2 separate regions of the Capra hircus genome follow, and region 2 is linked to region 1. The links are chromatin contacts, called in public Hi-C maps. All regions are on one chromosome and are shown on one strand. Each heading gives the region's core, a stretch centred on a gene start, on an enhancer-like site or on the middle of the called end of the contact. The rest is flanking DNA. Distances are from core to core; before and after follow the strand shown. Region 1 has its middle 27 kb from the start of LDLRAP1. Region 2 holds the start of SEPN1 (selenoprotein N).

The links. A called contact is a pair of places that touch in the nucleus more often than the background predicts.
Region 2: a contact with region 1 is called in a Hi-C map of blood, with 4 times the contacts expected there. The contact joins the promoter of SEPN1 here to the enhancer-like site in region 1. A contact is called at or near these places in 2 of 5 Hi-C or Micro-C datasets (both in blood).

Annotation. Positions count from the first base shown.
Region 1 is chr2:8,417,783-8,422,860 of ARS1.2, reverse strand. No RefSeq gene overlaps it. Among named protein-coding and RNA genes, the nearest start is that of LDLRAP1, 27 kb to the left of the region's middle. Within about 2 kb of position 1,995, at least 1 of the 5 cell types and tissues checked has an H3K27ac peak or open chromatin away from gene starts, as enhancers often do.
Region 2 is chr2:8,673,535-8,678,612 of ARS1.2, reverse strand. It overlaps SEPN1 (selenoprotein N), which reads right to left and starts at 3,025. Exons shown (of 12, transcript XM_018056104.1): 1 at 2,914-3,025; 2 at 1,419-1,536. The coding sequence starts at 1,467.

The DNA of each region.
Region 1 (5,078 bases), core at 746-3,245:
GTTTTAGTAAACGGGTGGGGAGAAGGGGAGCTGGGGGAATGGCTTTGATTATCTCTGGTCATATCCCCAAACTGAGCTTGCTGTCTTGTTCATCTCAAGCAAAACAAAACAAACCCGTGACTTTAGTGTGCTGCCATCAGGCGGCGGTGTGATGGGGCTGATCCTATCAGACAGGAAACCACTAAAAAAAATTCACTCATTTTTCAAAGCAGACAGAAGTCTAAAGAATTAGATTTTTAAAAACTGAGATAGTGTTTTAGAAGAAAGATGCCTGTGATATAAGTTGGCAAGTCCTTCCCTGACTCTTAATTGTATCTATCTTCCAGCTCTAAACTTTGGGTTCTTCAGTAGTCTGATGCTGGGAATGATTGAAGGCGGGAGGAGAAGGGGACGACAGAGGTTGAGATGGTTGGATGGCATCACCGACTCAATGGACATGAGTTTGAGTAAATTCCGGGAGCTGGTGATGGACAGGGAGGGCTGCCGTGCTGCAGTCCATGGGGTCGCAAAGAGTCGGACACGACTGAGCAACTGAACTGAGCTGAACTGAACTGGTAGTCTAACTTCATTTTCTGTCTGGTTCATGACTGGAGCCTATCCTAAATGTTTTCAAGCCAACTCAGCATCCTGGAAAGAGCAGGGGATGCAGATTCAGTGCCATCTCTCACCTCAGTTAGTCCAGTTTTGGAGGTAGCTTCTCATTACCCCAGGTCACCCCACATCTGTACAGTAGACTTTCCAAATGCCCTGACATTTCCCCCACTGGGTTTTAACTCTGACTGCCTGCCACACCAGAAGGTTAATTCCTCCAGACACAGACTTTGGCCCATTCGTCTCTGTAACTGCCCCAGATCTTAACAACAATGCCTGGCACATGGATGATGATCAGTAGTTTGTTGAATGAACAGATGAGTTCCCATTTCACAGATGAGAAAACTGAAGATCCTAGAGGGAAATGATAATGCTAATCTTAACAATAACTGACATTTGTAATGTGCCTACTAGCGCTTCCCAGGTGGTGCTAGTGATAAACAATCTGCCTGCCAATAAAGAGATGTAAGAAATGCAGGCTCAATCCCTGGGATGGGAAGATCCCCTGGTAGGAAATGGCAACCTACTCCAGTATTCTTGCCTGGAAAATCCCATGGACAGAGGAGTCTGGTAACCTACAGTCCACGGGGCCACAAAGAGTCAGACAGGACTGAGCACACCCACATGTGTCTACTGTGTGCCATGTATATTAAATTCATTTAGTTCCCACAATCATTCCAGGAAGTAGATATTCTTATTACACTCATTATACAGATTAGGGAGCGGAGCCTGGAGACGTTTGGGATGGGAGAACAACTAAAGGAGAGATTTTTTAAAAAGTCCAGTTCAGCAGTTCCTTTGGGAAGAGGGAGCTGAGGGCAGGCATCATCCATCCATCCGTTCATTTATTCAGGAAAAGTTTATTATTGCCCGTTGCCTGGTATCTAGGGGATCCCTAGGGCATGGTGGGCCCTATGGTCTGTGGGAGAGTGCTGCCTGGTCTCCCTTTTTCACCCAAATCAGTCTGTGAATGAGGTTTTTCACCCAGCGCCTCATGGACAGCCCACGACAGGCCACCTTGAAGGCCACATTCTCACACTGCCTGGCAGCTTGGGTGGGAGAGGAGGGAAGCCCTCTTGTGGAAGGCAAGTGAGGTCTCCTTGCATCTCATTGGTCCTCATGGGGTTGAGGTTTCATTCCTGAGCCAATCAGAGTGTCTGACTCCACCCCCAAAAGAGAGTGTCATCAATTCCAGCCAAGTCCAAGTTAGGAAGATGAGAGAACTGGACCCGCTAAAGAAAAAAGCAGGGTTGGGGTGGAAAAAGGGGCGGTGCCCTAACGTGGCCACACTTCCTGTTGCCGCCTGAAACAGAGGGCACAGACAGACCCCGACCGCACCGGAGGAGCTGCTGGCCGCCCCCCCATCTCCCCAAATCAAGGCCAGCCTCCTCGCCACCCTTGGTCCGGCTGACTGCGAGCTTGGACAGGGCCTGTCTGCTCACCCACACAGAGCCCTGGGCCTGACCCGGGCAGGGCCCATGAAAGCGCTTGCCCTCTAGACCTTCTTTGACTCTGTGTGATGTCCCGACTGGGCTGAATTCCTGCCTCTCTCTCTCTCTGCAAACCCCAGCCACAAAGCTCCTCCCTCAAAGCCTCACACACTGTGGAAATGTAAGTTGGTCCAGCCACTATGGAGAACGTCATGGAGGTTCCTCAAAAAACTAAAAATAGAGTTGTCTATGATCCAGCAGTCCCACTCTTGGGCGTATATCCCAAGAACGCTGTCACTTGAAATGATTCACGCACCCCTCGATTCATAGCAGCGCTATTGACAACAGGCAAGGAATGGAAGCCGCCTGAATGTCCACGGATAGATGAATGGAGAAAGAGGATGCGAGCATACATACAATGGAATACTACTCAGCCATAAAAAGAATGAAATCGCACCATCTGCAGCAACATGGGTGGGCCTGGAGGCTATCACGATAGGAGAAGCAAGGATGAGAAAGACAAATACCGTATAACGCACACGTGGAATCTAAAATAGGACACAAATGAACTTATCTACAAAACGGAAAATGGGGCACAGGCATAGAGAGCAGCCTTGCAGTTGCCGAGGGGGAGGGGGAGGGGAGGGATGGATCCGGAGTTTGGGATTAGCAGACGCAATCTTCTTATCCATTATATATAGAACAGATAAACAAGGTCCTCCTGTACAGCACAGGGAACTATGTTCAGTATCCCGCAATAAGCCATCGTGGGGAGAAGAGCCCTCCCTCTAACTGCTAGAGGAATCCCAGGCTGCAGGAGACGTGTGTCTCAGAGAGGCTGGTCTTGGGCAGGCCAAAAAGTTCGTTTGGTTTTCAGCAACACTAGAAGGCACTTTTTTTCCCCCCCATTTCACCAAGAACTTTATTGAACACCTTATTCATTGACCAGATGAAACTTTGGCCAACCCAATAGACTTGAGGCGGCCAGAGGCTTCATTCCCCGCCCGTGTGACTGACTCTCTGAGCCTGAGTTTTCTCACCTCTGAGTACACCAACCAGCCCCTTGGGGTTGTTGGAACTCAGGAGGGTAGGTGGCCCCAGGGCCCATAGCAGGGAAGCACTCAGAGAATTTTTCTCCTGTTTCCTGGGGCGGGGGTGGATGGTGGGGGGGGGTGGGTAAGGGAATGCAGAATATGGATGGCTCCCAGTCGGATTCCAGTGCTCATTCTCTCATCCAGCAGACACTTATGGAGCATCTTCTACTACGTGCCAGGCATGCTACTGAGTGCCAGGGATACAGCAGTGAGCCAAACAGACAAAATTCCCTGGCTTCACGGAACCGACATTTTCCATCAGGGGAGACAGACAAACCACAAGCTAAAGAAAAACTTTTAATGTGAAAGATAGTAATTAATACTGAGAAGAAGAAAGCAGAGGTGAGGCATAGAGACTATTTGGTTTTAGCTGGTGAGAATGAATCAGACATTTGAAAAAGAAGGAACAGAACTGTCACAGCCAAGAGGAGCCTAAGAGATACGATGACTAAACGTAATGCAATGTCCTGATGGGTCCTCAAACAGAAAAGGGACGTTAGGTAAAAACTGAGGTAATCTGAATGAAGTGCTGCTAAGTCGCTTCAGTCGTGTCCAACTCTGTGTGACCCCACAGATGGCAGCCCACCAGGCTTCCCCGTCCCTGGGATTCTCCAGGCAAGAACAATCGAGTGGGTTGCCATTTCCTTCTCCAATGCATGAAAGTGAAAAATGAAAGTGAAGTTGCCCAGTCGTGTCAGACTCTTAGCGACCCCATGGACTGCAGCCTACCAGGCTCCTTCATCCATGGGATTCTCCAGGCAAGAGTACTGGAGTGGGTTGCTATTGCCTTCTGAATGAAGTGTAGAGTCTAGTAAATAACAGTGTATCAATATAACAAAGGTACCAAGTTAAGGTAAGATGCTAATAATACGGGGAAGTTGGGTGATGAGTACAGGAATTTCTGTACTATCTTATCATTTTTTTTTCTAAAATTGATTTACACCTAAAACTGTTCTAAAATAAAATGCTTATCAACAGTAAGGGAGACAGCAAGTGCAAAGGCCCTGAGGCAGGAGCATGCCTGGCAGGATTAGCAATTCCTGGCGGTGCTTGATGGAGATTGGGAGGAGAGGCGATCAGAGAGATAGGTGGAAGATGAATTGTGTACAGGCTGGCAGGATGTTATAAGGACCCTTTTCTTTGCTCCAAGGATTATGTAGATTCACTGGCAGTCTGACATCACCTGATTTGTGGTCTAACAGCAGCTCTCTGGTTGCTTTGTTGGAACCAGACCATGTGGGGCAAGGGCTGAAGCAGGAAGGCCAGTGAGGAGGCTCCTGCAGATGTCCGGGTGACAGAGGATGGTTGGTCAGACCAGAATGGTAGCAGTGGAGGAGGGCAGAATGGGTCAAGTTCTGGAAATATGTTGGATTTCCAGGGGTAGAGCTGACCAGATCTGCGGACGGATGAGACGTGCAGTGTGAGAGAAGGGGAGGATCCAGGGGCTGCCCGAGCCGCTGGAAGGATGGAGGAAGACAGGTTTGGGAGGAAATTAGGTACTCAGTTTAAAAAGAGTGAGTCAGAGGGCCCATGAGACACCCCAGAGGAGTTGTCAAGTGGCATCTGGAAATACAAGTCTGGAGTTGAGGAGTGAGGACCTAAACTGAAGACTATGAACGTGGGAGTCAGCAGCAAAGAAAGAAAATTGCAAATTCTCAAAGCTGGGGAGGCAAGATCCCCTCGGGGGAGGGAGGGTGAATGCTGAGGTGTGGAGACACACACACACGCACACACACACACACGATTTATGAGCACAGCCATTTAAATGAGCTTATGTAAAGCGATTATCCTTCAGTAAAAAAATACATTAAAAAAAAAAAAAGAGCTTAGAGGGACTTCTCTAGTCCAGTGGCTAAGATTCTGTGCTCCTAATGCAGGGGCACAGGTGGACCCCTGGTCAGGGGACTAGATCCTACATGCTGTGACTCACACCCGACACAGCCAAGTAAAATTTTTAAAAAAT
Region 2 (5,078 bases), core at 1,776-4,275, 250 kb before region 1:
AGTGGTGGAAGAGACATTTTATAATTCATTAGAATGCTTTAGCTCATCTTTACAACCGAAATCAAATTACATCCAGGCAAAAACAGGTGACAAAGTAGGATAGGAATCTGACAGTTCCCCAGGAAAGTTTAATATTTAGTAGCAATAGCAATAGCTCCTGTCTATTGATTATCCAGGCTTCCTAGGGGGTGCACTGGTATAAAGAATCTGCCTGCCAATGCAGGAGATGAAGGAGACTCGAGTTCAATCCCCAGGCTGGGAAGATCCCTTGGAGTAGGAAATGGCAACCCACTCTAGTATGCTTGCCTGGAACATTCCATGAACAGAGGGACCTGACAGGCTACAGTCTGTTGCTGCTGCTGCTGCTGCTAAGTCGCTTCAGTCGTGTCTGACTCTGTGCGACCCCATAGACGGCAGCTCACCAGGCTCCCCCGTCCCAGGGATTCTCCAGGCAAGAACACTGGAGTGGGTTGCCATTTCCTTCTCCAATGCATGAAAGTGAAAAGTGAAAGTGAAGTCGCTCAGTCGTGTCCGACTCTTCGAGACCCCATGGACTGCAGCCCACCAGGCTCCTCCATCCATGGGATTTTCCAGGCAAGAGTACTGGAGTGGGCGCCATCGCCTTCCCCAGGCTACAGTCTACAGGGCTGCAAAGAGTCAGACACGACTGAGCACACACACCACGCCACTGACCATCTACTGCACTTTGCAGACGTTTTCTCTAATCCTCAAATCAGCTGGTGCAGGACCTGAAGACAGAGGCTCCCTAATCCTCGCCCTGCACCCTCCTCGCACCTTTCCTTCCTGGGCAGGCTGGACAGCCTTCCTCTCCCCAGTCTCTCAAAGTATACACGTGAGGATCAGGTCAGCATCCATCTCACAGGCACTGCTAAGAGATAACTCAGAAGGTGCTTAAAGTGAGTCTGGTCCTGGGAAAGTGGTCAGAGAATGTTAGCTTGTAATATTCACCCGTGAGGAGAACAAGCTCGGAAAGGGGTGTGTATGCGTGCATGTGTGTGTACTCATGGTGAGGCAGCTTGCCCCAACCACCCGCTAGAAAGTATCTCTAAAGCCCAGGGCAGCTGAAGGTGCTTCAAGTGATGTCCGGTCCTGAGGAAGGGGTCAGAGAATGTTAGCTTGTAATATTCACCTGTGAGAACAGGCTCAAGCATGTGCGTGTGTCTGTGTTTGTGTATGTGTGTCTGTGTCTGTGTGTCTCTGTCTGTGTGTGTGTGTCTTTGTTTGTGTGTACTCATGGTGAGGCAGCTTGCCCAAACCACCCGCTAGAAAGTATCTCTGAACCCCAGGGCAGCCGCCTCCTACTCCAGGCAGTCCTCCTGCTCAGAGCAGACACAGAGCAAGAACCAGAGGGCGGTGCCCCAGGTCCCTCCTCCCGGGTCCCCAGCCTCTCCTGGTACCTGTCAGCTTCTCAGCGATGGGCTTGAACTCCTCGGGGCTGATGTACATGTCCCGGTCAGTGTCCAGGGAGGAGAAGAGGAAGAGGCCTTCTGTCCCCAGGGTTTTCAGTGCTGAATCCTGCTTGGGAGGAGGCTCTGGGTTGAGCAACCGGATACCCACTGGTATCCCAAACCGCTCTCGCCACCACCTTCCCGAGTTCTTTCAGTCCATCCATCTCCGAAACATCTGTCCAAATGCCACTTCTGCACGCCCCAGAGCCCAGGTCCCCCGTTCCCATCCCTCTCGGTCCCTGCTACACTCCGAGCCTTCGTCCACTGTCCCCTCTCCGAGTGCCCGCTTCGTATCCGGATCCATCTAGAGTCACCCTCTTGGTCCACCCATCGTCCTCCCTGGTCTCCCCTCCCCACCGTCCCAGCGCCCCCGGCCCCGCCCGGATGCTCGGGTCCCAGCTGCGCTCAGTGCTTTGTCTGCGGTGAACTGTCCTAGTCACCCGTCCGCCCGCTCCCCTAGGAGCCGTCCCAGCCCCGGCCTCACTCGGGGCCAGTCTGCTCACCCCCGTCAGTCCTTCCTAGCCCGCCCGCTCTCTGGAGCCCCCGCCTTTCCTCCCCGGCCGCCCTCCCGGCCCTCCGGCCCCGTCCCCCTCCGGTCAGGCTGCCCTTCCATCCCCGCCCCGTCCCCCACCGGCCCCCGGCCCCTCGGAGCCCTGCCCGTCGGCGAGCCCCGCCGCCCGCGCCCACCCGAGCGTCCCCGGCCGGCCGCCGCGCCCTCCCGCCGACTCGGACCTGCCTCGCGGCCGCCTGGGCCTCGCTGTAGCGGGCGAAGGCCCGGGCGGCGGCGGCGGCCGCGGCGGCGGCGAGCAGCGCCCCGAGCAGCGCCAGGGCGCGGGCGCGGCGCGGCGGGGGCGCGGGCGGCGCGGCGGGGCCGGGGCCCGGAGGCCCGCGCTCGCCCGGCCGGGTCCGGCCCATGGCGGCGGCTCCGGGCGGGGTGGCCGCGGACGCGGAGCCGCGGCGGCGCGGGCGCGGGCGGGGCCGGGGCCGGGCCTGGGCGCCGGGGCGGGACGCGCGGGGGCGCGGGGTCCGGCGCACGGCGGCGCTGCTGGCTCGCGAGTGCAGGGAGGGAGGCGCTCCGGGGCCCCTGCTCCACACACCCTACCGGCCGGCGGTGTCTCCTTCCTTCACTTTCCTCTCCCCGAAAGAAACCGGGCCTCCGCATCCCGCCTAGCCTGGAGGAGCCCGGGAGCACTTCCAGGCCGAGCACCGCGAGGAGATGCGAGGGAAGCCAGAGGCGGGCCGGGTACCTAGTCTCCCCGCATCCCACCCTGCCTCTTATCCGACCTGCTTTCTGAAATGTCTCCAGTCATCGCGAAACAGAAAACTAGCCAAGTTCAGCCCTCCCTGTTTCTCTCATGGTCCTGCTGGAAGGCCACCTCTGCAGATTCACCAGGGACAGGAGCTACCCGTGTAAGGACAGACGGGCGCAGCGCTGAACCCTCACCTGGGGGGCCCGAGTTTCTTCACCTGTAGGGAGGATTCAGAGAGGCTCTTCTGTGGGTTGGTTGGTGGTGTTCAGTCGCTCAGTCGTGTCCAACTCTTGGCGATCCCATGGACGCCAGGCTTCCGTGTCCTTCACCATCTCCCAGAACTTGCTCAAACTCATGTCCATTGAGTCGGTGATGCCATCCAATCATCTCATTCTCTGTCCTCCCCTTCTCCTCCCACCTTCAATCTTTCCCAGCATCAGGGTCTTTTTTAATGAGTCAGTTCTTCGCATCAGGTGGCCAAAGTATTGGAGCTTCAGTTTCAGCATCAGTCCTTCCAATGAATATTCAGGACTGATCTCCTTTAGGATGGACTGGTTGGATCTCCTTGCAGTCCAAGGGACTCTAAAGAGTCTTCTCCAACACCACAGTTCAAAAGCATTAATCCTTCGGTGCCCAGCCTTTTTTATGGTCCAGCTCTCACATCCATAAAATGACTACTGGAAAAAACCATAACTTTGACTATAGGGAAATACACAGGTGGGTGGGGGTGGCAGCCCCCAGGCACAGGGCAAGGCTGGCTGTGAGTCACCCTTCTCCCCTGCTGGACCTGGCTTGGCCACTGGAATGGTTTTTCTGGAAAACAACACTTAGGGGAGGGCCTTGGGCATAGAGGTGGGTGGAGTTTGAGGAAGTACTTTCAAGTCCTCAAAAATCTTGGTTACACTGGGCCTCTTTTCTGTTATATCAAGGGCCCTGGGATCCCAGGGGTGGCTGTGCCTGCACTTTGCCACGAGAGGGCAGCAGCTGCCAACGCCTCTGGACAGGAGCCCAGAGTCTGGGGAGCAGGCCTGCAGTCTGTGGAGATGACTGCCGGCCCCAGGGCAGGGCACCACCCAGGTCTGGGATGTCAGGGGCGATTTAGCGGGTACTTAGCACCCACTGTGTGCTGGACTTGGTGCCATGAAATTCATGCCATCCTATTTAATCCTCAAGCCACCCAATGAGGCTTGTTTGCCTTATTTTAAAATTGAGGACCCTGGGAATTCCTTAGAGGTCCGATGGTTAGGGGGCTTCCCAGGTGGCTCAGTGAAAAATAATCCTCCTGCCAATGCAGGAGATGCAAGAGATGTGAGTCAAGAAGATCCCCTGGAGTGGGAAATGACAACCCACTCCAGTATTCTTGCCTGGAAAATTTCATGGATAGAGGAGCCTGGTGGGCTACCGTCCTTGGGGTCGCAAAGAGTCGGCCACGGCTGAGCACACAGGTACACACCCCAGTGGTTGGGACTCTGTGTGTTCTCTGCTGGGGCCCAGGTTTGCTTCCTGGGCCAATAACTAAGATTCTGCAAGCCACACAGCAGGGCCCAAATAGTAGCAAAAATAAATTAAAATTGAGGAGCCTGAGCCCTGACACCCAGGTCTATCTGGGTCCAAGTCTCTTGCCATGCTGCCTCTCAGGGATGATCCAGCTGACTGAGTGGTGGCGGTGGCACTGGTCTCTACCGCCACTCTGTCCGTCATGGGTAACCCGCCATGACAGTGCCGTGTGGGCAGGGTCCTGCCTTCCCAGTGCCCATAAGTGACCTGGCACATAGTGGGCACTCTCATGTCTTTTGAATGACTGACACCCAGGGACCAAGAGTTGTGGACCCTGGACCCAACCCTTGCCCAGCTCTCTGCCCCGCCCCATCGTCCAAGGGACCCACAGAGGCCTGGCATCTAGAGTTGGCTTCTGAAGGCGTCCAACTGTGCCACTTCCAACTCATTATTGCTGATGTTTGGGGACACCCTGCATACGACAGATGCTGTTAGAAAACCAAATTCCGTTCTTTCAGGAAGCAAAGCTAACAGCACAAAGCAGGTTGGGGGGAAGATTGATGAGTCAAGGCCTCTGGAAAATAAATGAGGGATGTTTTCTTCACCAAATCACTTTTACTTATTACACTTGCTTTTTGTTAAAGACACAGGACCCCAGTGGTCTCGGTGGCCCAGGGCTGGAGAGATGTGACTGAGATTGGGAGGGGGCATGTCTCTCAAAGCTGTGGGGTTTCTGGGAAGAGGGGGAGTGGAGAGGGGTGGACTTACAAGATTTGACTCAAGTCAGTGAAACTCTGGAAAAAGGGTCAACCTTGGGATCCAGCTCTGGGGAGACATCAGCTCTGGCCTTGGCAGTATCCCG